Regions from separate parts of the Mus musculus genome. Here all the other regions are linked to region 2. A link is a contact called in public Hi-C and promoter capture Hi-C data. All regions are on one chromosome and are shown on one strand. The core of a region is the stretch at or near the end of the contact, and the rest is flanking DNA. Distances in the headings are between cores, read along the strand shown. Region 1 holds the start of Snhg6 (small nucleolar RNA host gene 6). Region 2 overlaps Adhfe1 (alcohol dehydrogenase, iron containing, 1). Region 3 overlaps Ppp1r42 (protein phosphatase 1, regulatory subunit 42).

What was found. A called contact is a pair of places that touch in the nucleus more often than the background predicts. Capture Hi-C pulls out chosen DNA fragments and counts their contacts.
Region 1: a Hi-C map of the AML12 cell line shows a contact between it and region 2, with 8 times the contacts expected there. The contact joins the promoter of Snhg6 here to the enhancer-like site in region 2. A contact is called at or near these places in 8 of 39 promoter capture datasets (the C10 cell line, the HPC-7 cell line, cranial neural crest and 4 more), 15 of 484 Hi-C or Micro-C datasets (the AML12 cell line, the G1E-ER4 cell line, the N1E-115 cell line and 9 more), 5 of 115 datasets of contacts at active chromatin or transcription factors (astrocytes, embryonic stem cells, large pre-B cells and 2 more) and 2 of 9 other capture datasets (adipose tissue and liver).
Region 3: a contact with region 2 is called in a promoter capture Hi-C map of liver. The contact joins two enhancer-like sites. A contact is called at or near these places in 5 of 39 promoter capture datasets (the 3T3-L1 cell line, cranial neural crest, frontonasal cranial neural crest and 2 more), 3 of 484 Hi-C or Micro-C datasets (the HL-1 cell line, the N1E-115 cell line and embryonic stem cells) and 2 of 9 other capture datasets (embryonic stem cells and liver).

Annotation. Positions count from the first base shown.
Region 1 is chr1:9,942,193-9,945,934 of GRCm38.p6, reverse strand. Snhg6 (small nucleolar RNA host gene 6) reads left to right here and starts at 1,817. Exons shown (of 4, transcript NR_024067.2): 1 at 1,817-1,915; 2 at 3,218-3,325; 3 at 3,544-3,612. Snord87 (small nucleolar RNA, C/D box 87) reads left to right here and starts at 3,392; the gene lies at 3,392-3,465. It also overlaps a transcript of Mcmdc2 not described here.
Region 2 is chr1:9,563,032-9,566,879 of GRCm38.p6, reverse strand. Adhfe1 (alcohol dehydrogenase, iron containing, 1) reads right to left here. Exons shown (of 14, transcript NM_175236.5): 11 at 3,293-3,371; 12 at 2,987-3,083; 13 at 1-99. It overlaps 2610203C22Rik (RIKEN cDNA 2610203C22 gene), which reads left to right. Exons shown (of 5, transcript NR_015470.1): 4 at 3,009-3,057. Among named protein-coding and RNA genes, the nearest start is that of Adhfe1, 17 kb to the right of the region's middle. Within about 2 kb of position 2,214, at least 107 of the 459 cell types and tissues checked have an H3K27ac peak or open chromatin away from gene starts, as enhancers often do. A contact at or near this core is called in the AML12 cell line, the N1E-115 cell line, Sertoli cells and 5 more, where this site is marked.
Region 3 is chr1:9,986,968-9,990,797 of GRCm38.p6, reverse strand. All of the region lies in intron 5 of Ppp1r42 (protein phosphatase 1, regulatory subunit 42), which reads left to right. Among named protein-coding and RNA genes, the nearest start is that of Ppp1r42, 20 kb to the left of the region's middle. Within about 2 kb of position 2,172, at least 14 of the 459 cell types and tissues checked have an H3K27ac peak or open chromatin away from gene starts, as enhancers often do. A contact at or near this core is called in liver, where this site is marked.

The DNA of each region.
Region 1 (3,742 bases), core at 568-3,067, 380 kb before region 2:
TCAAGGTGTGTACTAAGGGCGTGTCTGTATTAAGGCCAGAAGAAATAAAGGTATATGCTAAGAGCAGAGCCACACCACAATTAAAAACTTGTTCTTTTTTAAACTAAATAACATAATCTTAGAGTTCACTGTGTGAGCAAATATCCTACAATACACTACCAATTAAAAAAAATCAAAACTAGAAAATCAATGCAGTCATAACATTCACAAACAAGGTAACTTTGCTGGGTAGTTTGATGTCAGTTTGACACATGCTATAGAGGAGGGTCCCTCAATTGAGAAACTGCTAACATAAGACTAGGCTGTATGCAAACCTATAGGGCATTTTCTTAATTAGTGGTTAATGAGGAAGGCACAGGATGAGCCAAAGAATGAGAAGGAGCCAGAAGATGAGAACAGATCGCCAGAGTTAGTTTGAGGCCAAGGAGAGTAAAAAGTCAGAGGCTGAGAGAGAAGCCAGCTCTTTGTAGGTGAGGATACCCCTGGGCCAGGGATCCTGAGACGCAAGCTGAGAAGGCATGAGATAAGCCAGTAAGCTTCACCCCTCCATGACCTCTGCATTGGTTTCTGTACTGCTTGAGTTCCTATTTTGACTTCCTTCAGTGATGAATAGTGGCTTAGAATGCTAAATCAAATGAGCCCTTTCCCTCCCCAATTTGCTTTTGGTTGTGGTGTTTCATCATGACCATTAAGTTCAACAATAGTAACTCTAACACATTAGGTGACTACTTTCTTTTTTTTTTAAAGATATATTTATTTATTTTTATGTATGTGAGTACACTTTAGCTTTCTTCAGACACACCAGAAGAGGTCATTGGATCTCATTACAGATGGTTGGGAGCCACCATGTGGTTACAGGGATTTGAACTCAGGACCTCTGGAAAAGCAGTCAGTGCTCTTAACTAGCTGAGCTGTCTCTCCAGCCCGGTGACTACTTCATGACTAAGAAAAATTCTATTACTATTACAAATCAAACTCATTAACAGCTTCTCCTTTTTTTCTTTCTTTCTTTCTTTTTTTTTTTTTCTTTCTTCTTTAGGTTTTTTCGAGACAGGGTTTCTCTGTGTAGCCCTGGCTGACCTGGAACTCACTCTGTAGACCAGGCTGGCCTCGAACTCAGAAATCCGCCTGCCTGGGATTTAAGGGAATAAGTGCTGGGATTAAAGGTGTGCGCCACCACGCCCTGCACGCTCCTTTTTTTCTGACAATCAATTTTTATCTCTCTTTCTGTGAGTGTGTCCGTGTGCTTGCTGCTTCCAGAACACTAACTCTAATGGAGCTGCTGTGGGCTGGGGATGTCTTAGCAGTTAAGAACACTGACTGTTCATCCAGAGGACCCAGGGTTAGATTCCCAGCACTCATATTGTAAGTTGGGTCACATATAACCCCAGTTCCAGGGCATCTGACACTCTCTACTGAACTCTGTCAGTACCAGGTTCTCGGGCGAGGCACACATGGCTAGCGTGCAGGCCAAACACCCATACATATAAAATACATCTTAGAAAAAAAAAATTAAATAGTTTCTAATACCAACGGTTTTTAAACACTGAAGTAGGTGAGGATGTAGAAGACCCAGCAAACATAAGGACCTGGACTGGGAGACTGTCCTATTTTAAGGCATTATTCATTACTTGAAAAATCAATTAAAAAGCTCTAGCGGAAGTATTCGCACTAATTCCCACAACCTGCTCCCTCCGCCCCACTAGAAACACAGAGCCGGAAGAGGAGGGGGTGAAGGCGAGCACGCAGAAGAGGGCTGGCCGGAAGAGGCGGGGCCTACAGGAGCGCCTTAGGGTCGCGCACGCTGGGCCACTTCCTTTCTCGGCAGCGCCGTAGAGCGCGAGCAGACGGTGCAGCATGGCGCACAGCGGAGGCCGCGGGCGGCCGAACCCGGCGTGTCCTTGGGCGTTTCCAGGTGCGAATCCTGCGGTCTGCTTAACCCCGTGTGTGCGGAGAGGGCTTCCTTGTTGGCGGCGTCCGTCTCTAGCCGGGTACGGGGGCCCCATGGCTCCCGGGTTCGGTGTGGCCCTTGGCCCGCTGTGAGCGGCGGGGCGCGTTCCCAATGGTCTCCAAATCTTAACCGAGATTAGTTATAAGGCCTGCTCCTCTGGACGCTTCGAAGTGCGGGCACAAGCGGCCGCTTCTGGCGGCAGCTTTCATCTGGGCCTGCACCCTGGCGGGAGCCCCTTTGTATCCCCAAGAAAAGCCACCATGCGGTCTGTTTCAGGCTTCCTAAGTGAGTAATCCATAGGAAATTTTACAGAGGCGGAAAAGTACTGCTTCTAAGATGTTAAGACCGCCAATTTTAGGCTTTTTTTTTTTTTTGGCTTTTTTTTTTTTTAAAGATTAATAGTTTGATCTGAAGTATTGGCATCACTCTAAAAAGCTTGTATTCATGGATCAACCCTGTAAGTACGATCTAAAGTTGGAGCAAAATTTTCAAACTATTTGAAAGCCACGCAGGGTGGGGATGCTGGCAAAAGAAGGTGGTGGTAAGTTCTGAAGCGTGTGGATACAAAAGAACACTACATTTCAGGCCTGCATGTTATACTTTACTGTTGGTATCTGTAAGCCAAATTGGGTACTCTGGATTTCTGTAAACTCAGCGTTTCAAATATGAAAATGATTAAGGATTTCTCATCGGTTTGCAGGTGATAAGTCATCACCAGTAATCGGTTCAATCATTCATTCTCTGATTTGTGACTCTGGCCATGCCGTTTCCTGTTCTAATGTCCCAGTGATGGTCTGCACAATTGCATATATGCCTCAAGCTTTTCCGTGCAAGCACCAAGACTGAGAAGCCAAGGCTTGGTACTCAGTCCTTTAAGTTAGTACTGGCAGTGAAGGGCGTGAGTAAAATGTTTTTCTGTCTGTGATGGACGGATGATGGGACAGGAACTGAAGCACCACAGGAACCTGGAGTTAGCGGATGCCGAAGCCATGGAGGATGCTATTAGCTTACGCTTTGGTTCTTAGAGAACACAGGGCCTCCAGCCCAGGGGAGGTGGCTGCCCCCTTACCCCAGTCACTGATTATGAAAATGCCTTACAGGCGTGCTTGTCCACAGCCCTATCTTAAGGATGCATTTTTACAATTGTAGCTTCCTACACCAGTGATTAGCTTGTGTCAAGGTGACATAAAAGTAGCCAGTGCACACTCATGCAAGGTATTAAAACATGGAAGTAAAATGAGAGTTCACAAATATTTTAATTTTTAGGTGCAACAAAACCTGCTCATTTGAAGGTGCTTGAACAAATATTTTCTAAACACTTGTCATGGAGAGTGATTGAAACAAGCTGCCAGGACTACATTTGCCAATAACAAGGTACAAATTGTGTGTGTGGTTTTTTTTTTTCTTTGAGGTTTGATTAACAGGGCCTTAATAGCTGGCACAATGATGACTTAAGTTTTTGCCGTTTACCCAGCTGAGTGTTTCTTTGAAGAGAGAATCTTAAAAGACTGAGATGCCAGCAGTATATAGATGATGCAAATGACTAACATGTGACGCCATTGTTAAAATGGGTTACTGTTTGTTCTCCCCAGCATGTAGGTGGCTGTAGTGGATGTCCAACTTTGGGAGCTGTGATGTCTAAAAACCCTTTATTGTTTTGGGTAAGTTTGCTTAATCAGTCATGTATCTGGATTCAATACTGTTTGATAACACTGAGGGGCTGGGGCCAGTTCGTTTTGAAGATCATTAGGGTGAACACCTGGGCCTAGTTTGAGATGGAAGAAAAATGAT
Region 2 (3,848 bases), core at 965-3,464:
CCAGACCGTCATCAACATTTAGGTCAAATAGGAATTTTCGGAGGGCATCTGCCAACACAAGCCCAGCATCTTGGATCCTGGCAGTGCGGATGTTGGCTCCTAGAAGAAAAGTTCAGACTATAGGAACAGAGGGAAGTAGCTTCCAGATGTAGCTCAGTCACAATATCAGCTGAACATGTAATTTGTACCCAATGCCACCTCCAAACACTGAGGTTCAGGGCACTACTAGGGTTTCCTGAGATGTCTCTAGTCAGTGGCCCATGGATGACAGACTCAGTAGCCATCAGTTCTTTAGGACAAGCTGCCTGGGGACTTCTGATTCTTTCCTGTTCACCCTTTGTGTGGTGGGGGAGCAGAATGTCAGAGCCAAGAATGGAAGTGCTGAATAGAGACCGGAAAAGACACTGGCACTAGGATGCAGGGATGGCACATTTGTAGGGGGCATAGCTTCTATGGTTTCCAAGGCTTGGCATTTACTGACCCCTGGAGGTGTGCACATTCAATTTCTTTTCTAACAGCAACACAAGGTTTCTGCAAACAGCTTGAGGCAAGGATATAGAACTACAAATACTACACATCGACCACCAAGGGGCGGGGAAGGAAATAAGATCACAAAACTCTGTTGCATGTGAGTAGGGAAAGAAAGGTTTCCTCTTTATACCTTAAAAAAAAATTGGACTATGTTGGCAAAGATAAGGGGATGTCCCTCTTAATAAATGTCTCAGTGGCAGCTGGGCACAACAAAGACAGCAAACTCAGGGAATTGTGCTTCCTGCGAGGACGACCATGTGAAGAAGGTTGCCAAGGTTTGGAGATTTGTAAGGACAGAAGTTTAATGATTCACAGCACAAACAATAATAGAGATCTCAGTCTGAAACGGTCATGGAGTTCTGTTCTTAGGCAGGATAGTGTGCAAATGCCCAGGAGAAGGGACCAATTTCCCAGTCTGTACTTAGCACTCGGCCTCTCGATCATCTATCTAAGTGGCACACCTGTGATGCCCACAAGGCTAGCATTCTGCAAATAAAGATAGCGTTGGATGAGGTATAAACAAAAGGCCTATGAGGGAGAGGAGGCCTATCTTAGTCAGGGTTTCTATTCCTGCACAAACATCATGACCAAGAAGCAAATTGGGGAGGAAAGGGTTTATTTGGCTTACACTTCCATACTGCTGTTCATCACCAAAGGAAGTCAGGACTGGAACTCAAGCAAGTCAGAAAGCAGGAGCTGATGCAGAAGCCATGGAGGGTTGTTTCTTACTGGCTTATTTCCCCTGGCTTGCTCAGCCTGCTCTCTTATAGAACCAGGACTACCAGCCCAGGGATGGCACCACCCACAATGGGCCCTCCCCCCTGGATCACTAATTGAGAAAATGCCTTACAGCTGGATCTCATGGAGGTATTTCCCCAACTGAAGCTCCTTTCTCTGTGATAACTACAGCTTGTGTCAAGTTGACACAAAACCAGTACAAGGCCCCTCCTTGCTACAGTCAGATTTATGCCTCTTCCTTCTGTGAAGGTCAGAACCACGTCAATTCCAGGAAAATGTAAACAGAACCAGATACAGGCCAGATGGAGAGCAACAGGGTGAAAGGTACACCAGACCTGGCAGATCCATCTGCAATGCCCAACAGCAGCTAAGAGTGGATTAGGTGAGAGGCGGGGCAGGATATGGGGTTACAGTTTTATGATCCTGGGATGGCTGCCACTGAACACACGGTATAGACATCTAGATTTTCCTATGAAGCATTTTTTAGAAACAATAACAAAAAAGAGGTGACATGAAAGAAAATAAACTGGTGTAGCTAAGAAAAAGCTGAGGTTTCATAGAGAATTAACATATTTGACTGGCAATATGGGATACGATTGGAGTTTCTAAGCAGTAGGAAGAACTGCTGGGTTCTTCTCCCAGTTTAACAGGGGATCTGCCTTCTCATAATGTCTGTGTTGCCTGAAACATGGCCTATAAATTCACTATGATTTTTCCCATTTACAGTAGATCTAGTCTACTATTTAGGGCCCCTTCCCCCAATTTTTACCATTCATATATCTACAGAGGCCAGAGCTATGTCTCAGCATGGCCGAAATTCCCTTCCCTAAAGGGAGAAGGGATACAGGCCCCTGGAATCACTGCCAATGTGTGCACACAGTACATACTGTGAACTGAAGCCTGGGCTTGGGTCCAAGTCCCGGGCTTCTGACATTAACATTCCCCACACAGCACCTGGAGCCCTGGGGCACACAAAGGGCTGGTGTGTGAGTGAGGGCCAGGGCAGCAGCCCTGTGGGAGGATGTCTGCGGTCATTCCTGTCTCCTTGGGAGTAATCTTTCTAACGGCTCAAGCTACAAGAGCATAATGAAGAGTTTTTGTTACCGCCTTTTTCTTCCCACCCTAAACCCAAGTAGGGGGATAAGATGTTCTACAAGTAAACTGGGATCTCCAAGTCAGCTAAAAAAATAAAAGACTTCTTGTTTCAGAAAAACACTCAGTTTTTTTTTTTAACCTCCTCCTATGACTATCCAGAACATAATTTTATTTCCATAAGAGTCAGAAGGCACAGTGGGCATGTATCTGATTAGATCACTTATGTGACACTATGTCAAGCAGGCTGCTCACTTGCAATTGCTGTAGTTTATTGCTCGGCTTCTCTGTGATCGAAAGGTCACTGTTGCTTTATTGATTTATTTGATCAGTGACTCTGCATAGCAGAAGTCAGAGAGGACATTAGTTATGTGCCAAGCAGCACTTTCTCAAGAGGCGACATCAGAGCAGACAGCAATAGGACATACTTAATAGGGTCAATTTTAGGTTCTATTTCCTTATGGGTCCTTAGAAGGCTAAAATGATGGCATGTAAGTGCTGTCCAGGGCTTCAGGAAGTCACTGTCATTTTATCACTGAGCTACTTCAAAGTGAAAGCTTTTGTTCTTATCCCTGGGCAACAGCCCACCTTGGAGGGTCACAGAGCCGTGGGTAAAGGTTCATACCTAATATTCCTGCCGTCTCCAGGTGCCGCTCTGGAAACATCTGGGCTGTGAAGGTGAACACTGCAGGAGAGGTGAGCACCACAGAAAGGCCATGGGGCTGGGGAGAGAGATGCACAGAACAGCTCTTCCAACACTCTGACATGACTAGAACTATGAGCAGTCAAGGGCTCTCGGTGTGGGCTGGGGTGCAGCCTGGTGGCAGAGTTCTTGCCAGGGTTCCATCCCCACACCCACTGATGAATATACTTATAGAAATTGGGATAATAATAAGAGCTAGTTGAGTAATTTATTGTTAAATATTTTTACCACAAGAGGGTGATCCACATTATATTCCTTGGCTTTATATGTCTTCACTAAACCTGAAATTGGGTAAGACATGCCATGGCTGGAAAAGAAAAAAAAAAATCTTTTGTTGACACACATATGCTAGACTTCAGTAACACGGACATTGTTGCAGGGCTGCTCCTCACATGTCTGGACTGTATTGTCACTCACAGGGCTCTACATGGTGTACTTCTTGTGACAACACTCCAAATTTATTGGATTCACTAACAGAACCTCTGAAATGATCAGACTCCAGTGGTTAAAGAGTTTTATGCCTGGGATAATATGCAAGCTGGACCTACTAGTGATCCATTCTGCTAATAATTGACAGATTGTTTCAAATGCTGTATATTAACAGTGCTGAATTATAAAGGACTAGTCTGCCCTAAGAAGCTAAGTTAACCAGTCCTATTTAATTGACTTTTATTTGCCTGCTTCTTTTTTTAATTTTTATTTTATTTTTATTTTTTATTAGATATTTTCTTTATTTACATTTCAAATGCTATCCTGAAAGTTCCTTATACCCTCCCCCCTGCCC
Region 3 (3,830 bases), core at 923-3,422, 420 kb before region 2:
TAACATTTGGTTCAGGGCCTTTTCAGCCTGTGGAAGTGCCCAATGGTTGAGGAAACAGAAGAATTGTTCTACAGCCTCCTAGCTTCACATGGAGTCAGAGACCTTACCGTAGCAGCAGTAGCAGCTGCACCACACCAACTTCTTCAGCAGACCCCGTGCTCAGAACCTGCATTTCAACAGGTTGCTGTTGTTGTTTGTTTGGTAAAGATTTACTTATTTATTATATGTAAGTACACTGTAGCTGTCATCAGACACCAGAAGAGGGAATCAGGTCTTGTTACAGATGGTTGTGAGTTACCATGTGGTTGCTGGGATTTGAACTCAGGACCTTCAGAAGAACAGTCAGTGCTCTTAACCGCTGAGCCATCTCTCCAGCCCCCCGTGATTCTTTTTTAAAATTTAAAATTACAGTTTATAATTTTCTGTGTGTGGATGTAGTGTGTGTGTGTGTGTGTGTGTGTGTGTGTGTGTATTAAGCAGTGGGCAAGTTCTAAGAGTTAGTTTTCAACTTTACCCACGTGGACCCCAGTCAGACTTGGTGACAAGTTACCTGCTGACAAGGTGACTGACTTAGTTACCTGCTGAGCCATCCCACAGGCTCCCCCTGGTGATTGCTAATGCACATGAAACTTTGAGAAGCATGACTCAGCAGGTCTGGTGTGGTGGATAAAGGGAAGGATAGCAGCCAGAGAAGGAACACTGCACGTTAGGATGTAAGAGAGGACCCCATAAGAGATGGCCAGGATCCAAAAAGCTGAGTAGAAGGGAAAGGAGATGTGAGATCACAGGCAGAATACTGAGAAACTATTAGCCAAAGAAGGCCTACTGACCTCCTTCTCCAGGAGGAGAGAAGGTTTAAGCCAGATGATGATGATGACAGTAACTTCGTTGACTCAGGAGCTCTACATTAAATGACATTTCACAACTGTTTTGTTTTTGTATTTCTTTCCTGTAACCTCTTTAAACAGGCATGTGTCAATATATAAAAACACCAAATAGTTTATGATTTAAGTTTAACTTAAATTTATAAAAGTTGTTTGTGGCCGGGTGTGGTGGCGCACGCCTTTAATCCCAGCACTTGGGAGGCAGAGGCAGGCGGAATTTTGAGTTCGAGGCCAGCCTGGTCTACAAAGTGAGTTCCAGGACAGCCAGGGCTATACAGAGAAACCCTGTCTCAAAAAACCTAAACAAACAAACAAACAAACAAATAAATAAAAAGTTGTTTGTGGGTGCCGCTTGAGTCCTGAGCTTTACTAGACGAACATTATTCAAGTTGCTAAAGCTATACAAAGTCAAATGCATGTGCAAAAAAAAAAAAAAAAAAAAAAAAAAAAAGAAAGAAAGAAAGAAAAGAAAAAAAAGAAAAGAAACCTTGAAAGAATAACAACAAAAAAATCCTTAGTCTCTGCCTACAGTTTTTATGTCTGCAAAGTTTTCCAAATCAATAAAATGACCTGAGTTCATCTCACAGTCAGATTCATTAGTGATTTACTTCATTGGTTTTCTGGTGACCATTTATCATGAGGTATAGAATTCTCAGGATGAATGGGAAAAGTAAAAAACGTGACATGTTTGCCTCTTATATAAACTAAATATTTGATTTATAATACACAAATGAACAAACCACGATAGCCTGTCATGTTTTCTTAGTTTCTAATTTATTCAACCTCTGCTCAATATTGATCCTGGCAAGCTTCATGGCCCAAAGATAAATTTATTCACTCCACACTTTAGTCAGGAACAAGCCAAAAATTATAGATTTCTCCCAGGCAGATGATGACAGGCAGTCAGAGGGATGACAAATGGCTGTCTTTAGATTTAGTAAGGACAGTTGGGCCAGACATTTCCGATAAAGATTGGAGTATGCTGGTCAGGTTCATCACAGTCATTAAAGCTGAGACCGCCTGCCACAAACACCCAGGCAGGAGCAGGGCACCAGCCTGCAGGGAAAGACAATTGGCCACTCAGAATTTTGCAGTGCGCCTCTAAGCGATAGCATGACATGATCATTTATCAAACAGAGACTGTCCAGAAAAGTGTCTGGTGCCTTGAGTAATTTATCGAGGGGCAGGAGAGTGAAAGGATTTTATTAAGGACAGGAAGGCAATGAACAACCAGAGCGTATCCAAAGGGTAATCATATTTCAGAACAGGATTAGTTTAGCCTTAAGTAAACATACACTGGAGGGAGTGTGTCCAGGGTCATTTATCAAGTGAGGAATAATTAACAAAACTCCAAGCACTTTTTATCTGTATCAGTGTAAAGTTCTCTTGTTATGGGCATCATATTCAACAGTATGAAACATACAACACACAGTCCCTTAGAGTAAGAGGAATACAGAACTCTTGCACAGCTATGGCTGTGTTAAACCTGGAACAAAGGATTCAAAAAGGAGCAAAATCTAAGGTCTGAGACTGAGGGCTGAAGTTCTAGTTTTGAGACAGCTTTCTTACATGAAGGTAACTACTTGTTGTGCAACGGGTCAGAAGCTTCATCTTTAATTTTTGCTCTGTTAATCAAAATTAAGAGAAGGGGATTCAACTGAAGAACTGCAGGGCAAGCAAAGGCCTACGGACTTACCTGTTTTGTTCCCTGAACTTTGTATGCCATGATGATTAATTCTAAGCAATGACTTGTAAATAAAGACAGGAAACCAGGCACTGGAGGCTCACACATTTAATTCCAGCACTCAGGAGGCAGAGGCAAGTGGATCTCTGAGTTCAAGTTCAGACTTATCTACAAAGGGAGAGTTCCAGAACAACACAGAGAAGCCCTGTGCTGAAAAACCAAATAATAATAATAATAATGATGATAATAATAATAATAATAATAACAGTAATAGAGACTGGTGCACAGTAAGCAAAAGCCCCAGGAGCCAGAGGGCTGCTTCTGAGAAGACAATTCCTGTTTTCCCAAGTTATTTGTTTTGAGCCCTCTGAGTCAAGCATAGACTAAACTCTAGAGCTACATATATACCTTCAGAAAGTCACTATTTTGAAAAGATATCTGCATTATTTTTTTTCCAGTTTTTTGAAACAGGGTTTCTTTGTGCATCTCTGCTGTCCTGGAACTTGCTTGTAGACCAAATTGGCCTTGAACCCAGAGATCTATCTGCTTGTTTTTACCTTCCAAGTGCTGGGATTAAGGTGTGTGCCACCAACACCCGGCACACACCTATGTGTTTGTTGTGCTATTTTTTTTTTTAAGTAATCAAGATGTAGTCACAACTAAAGTGCACTGCATTACTTTTGTTTGTTTGTTTGATGTTGTTTTTGTTTTTGTATTTCAAAACAGGGTTTCTCTGTGTAGCCCTGGCTGTCCTAAAACTCACTCCGTAGACCAGGCTGGCCTTAAAATCACAGAGATCCACCTGCCTCTGCCTCCTGAGTGCGGGGATATTGATTGCTTATGCATTTTATGTAGGTGAGTACAATAAAGACATTCACTGCTGCCACCCAGCCCTGTATTTCTTCTTAAAACTAACTCTTTGGGCATATATAAAACACTCCAAGCATATATGCTTTTGTCAAATAGTAATTAAAGGAACATTTATCTTTTTAAAATTTATTTATTTATTTATTTATTTATTATATGTAAGTACACTGTAGCTGTCTGTCTTCAGACACACCAGAAGAGGGCATCAGATCTCATTACGGATGGTTGTGAGCCACCATGTGGTTGCTGGATTTGAACTCAGTACCTTTGGAAGAACAGTGGGGTGCTCTCACCTGCTGAGCCACCTCACCAGCCCTGGAATATTTATTTTTAAAGAGCGGTGGAGAGAAAGCAAGAAAAAGAATGGCAGGAAGACAAAGGACTGGGGTGGGGGA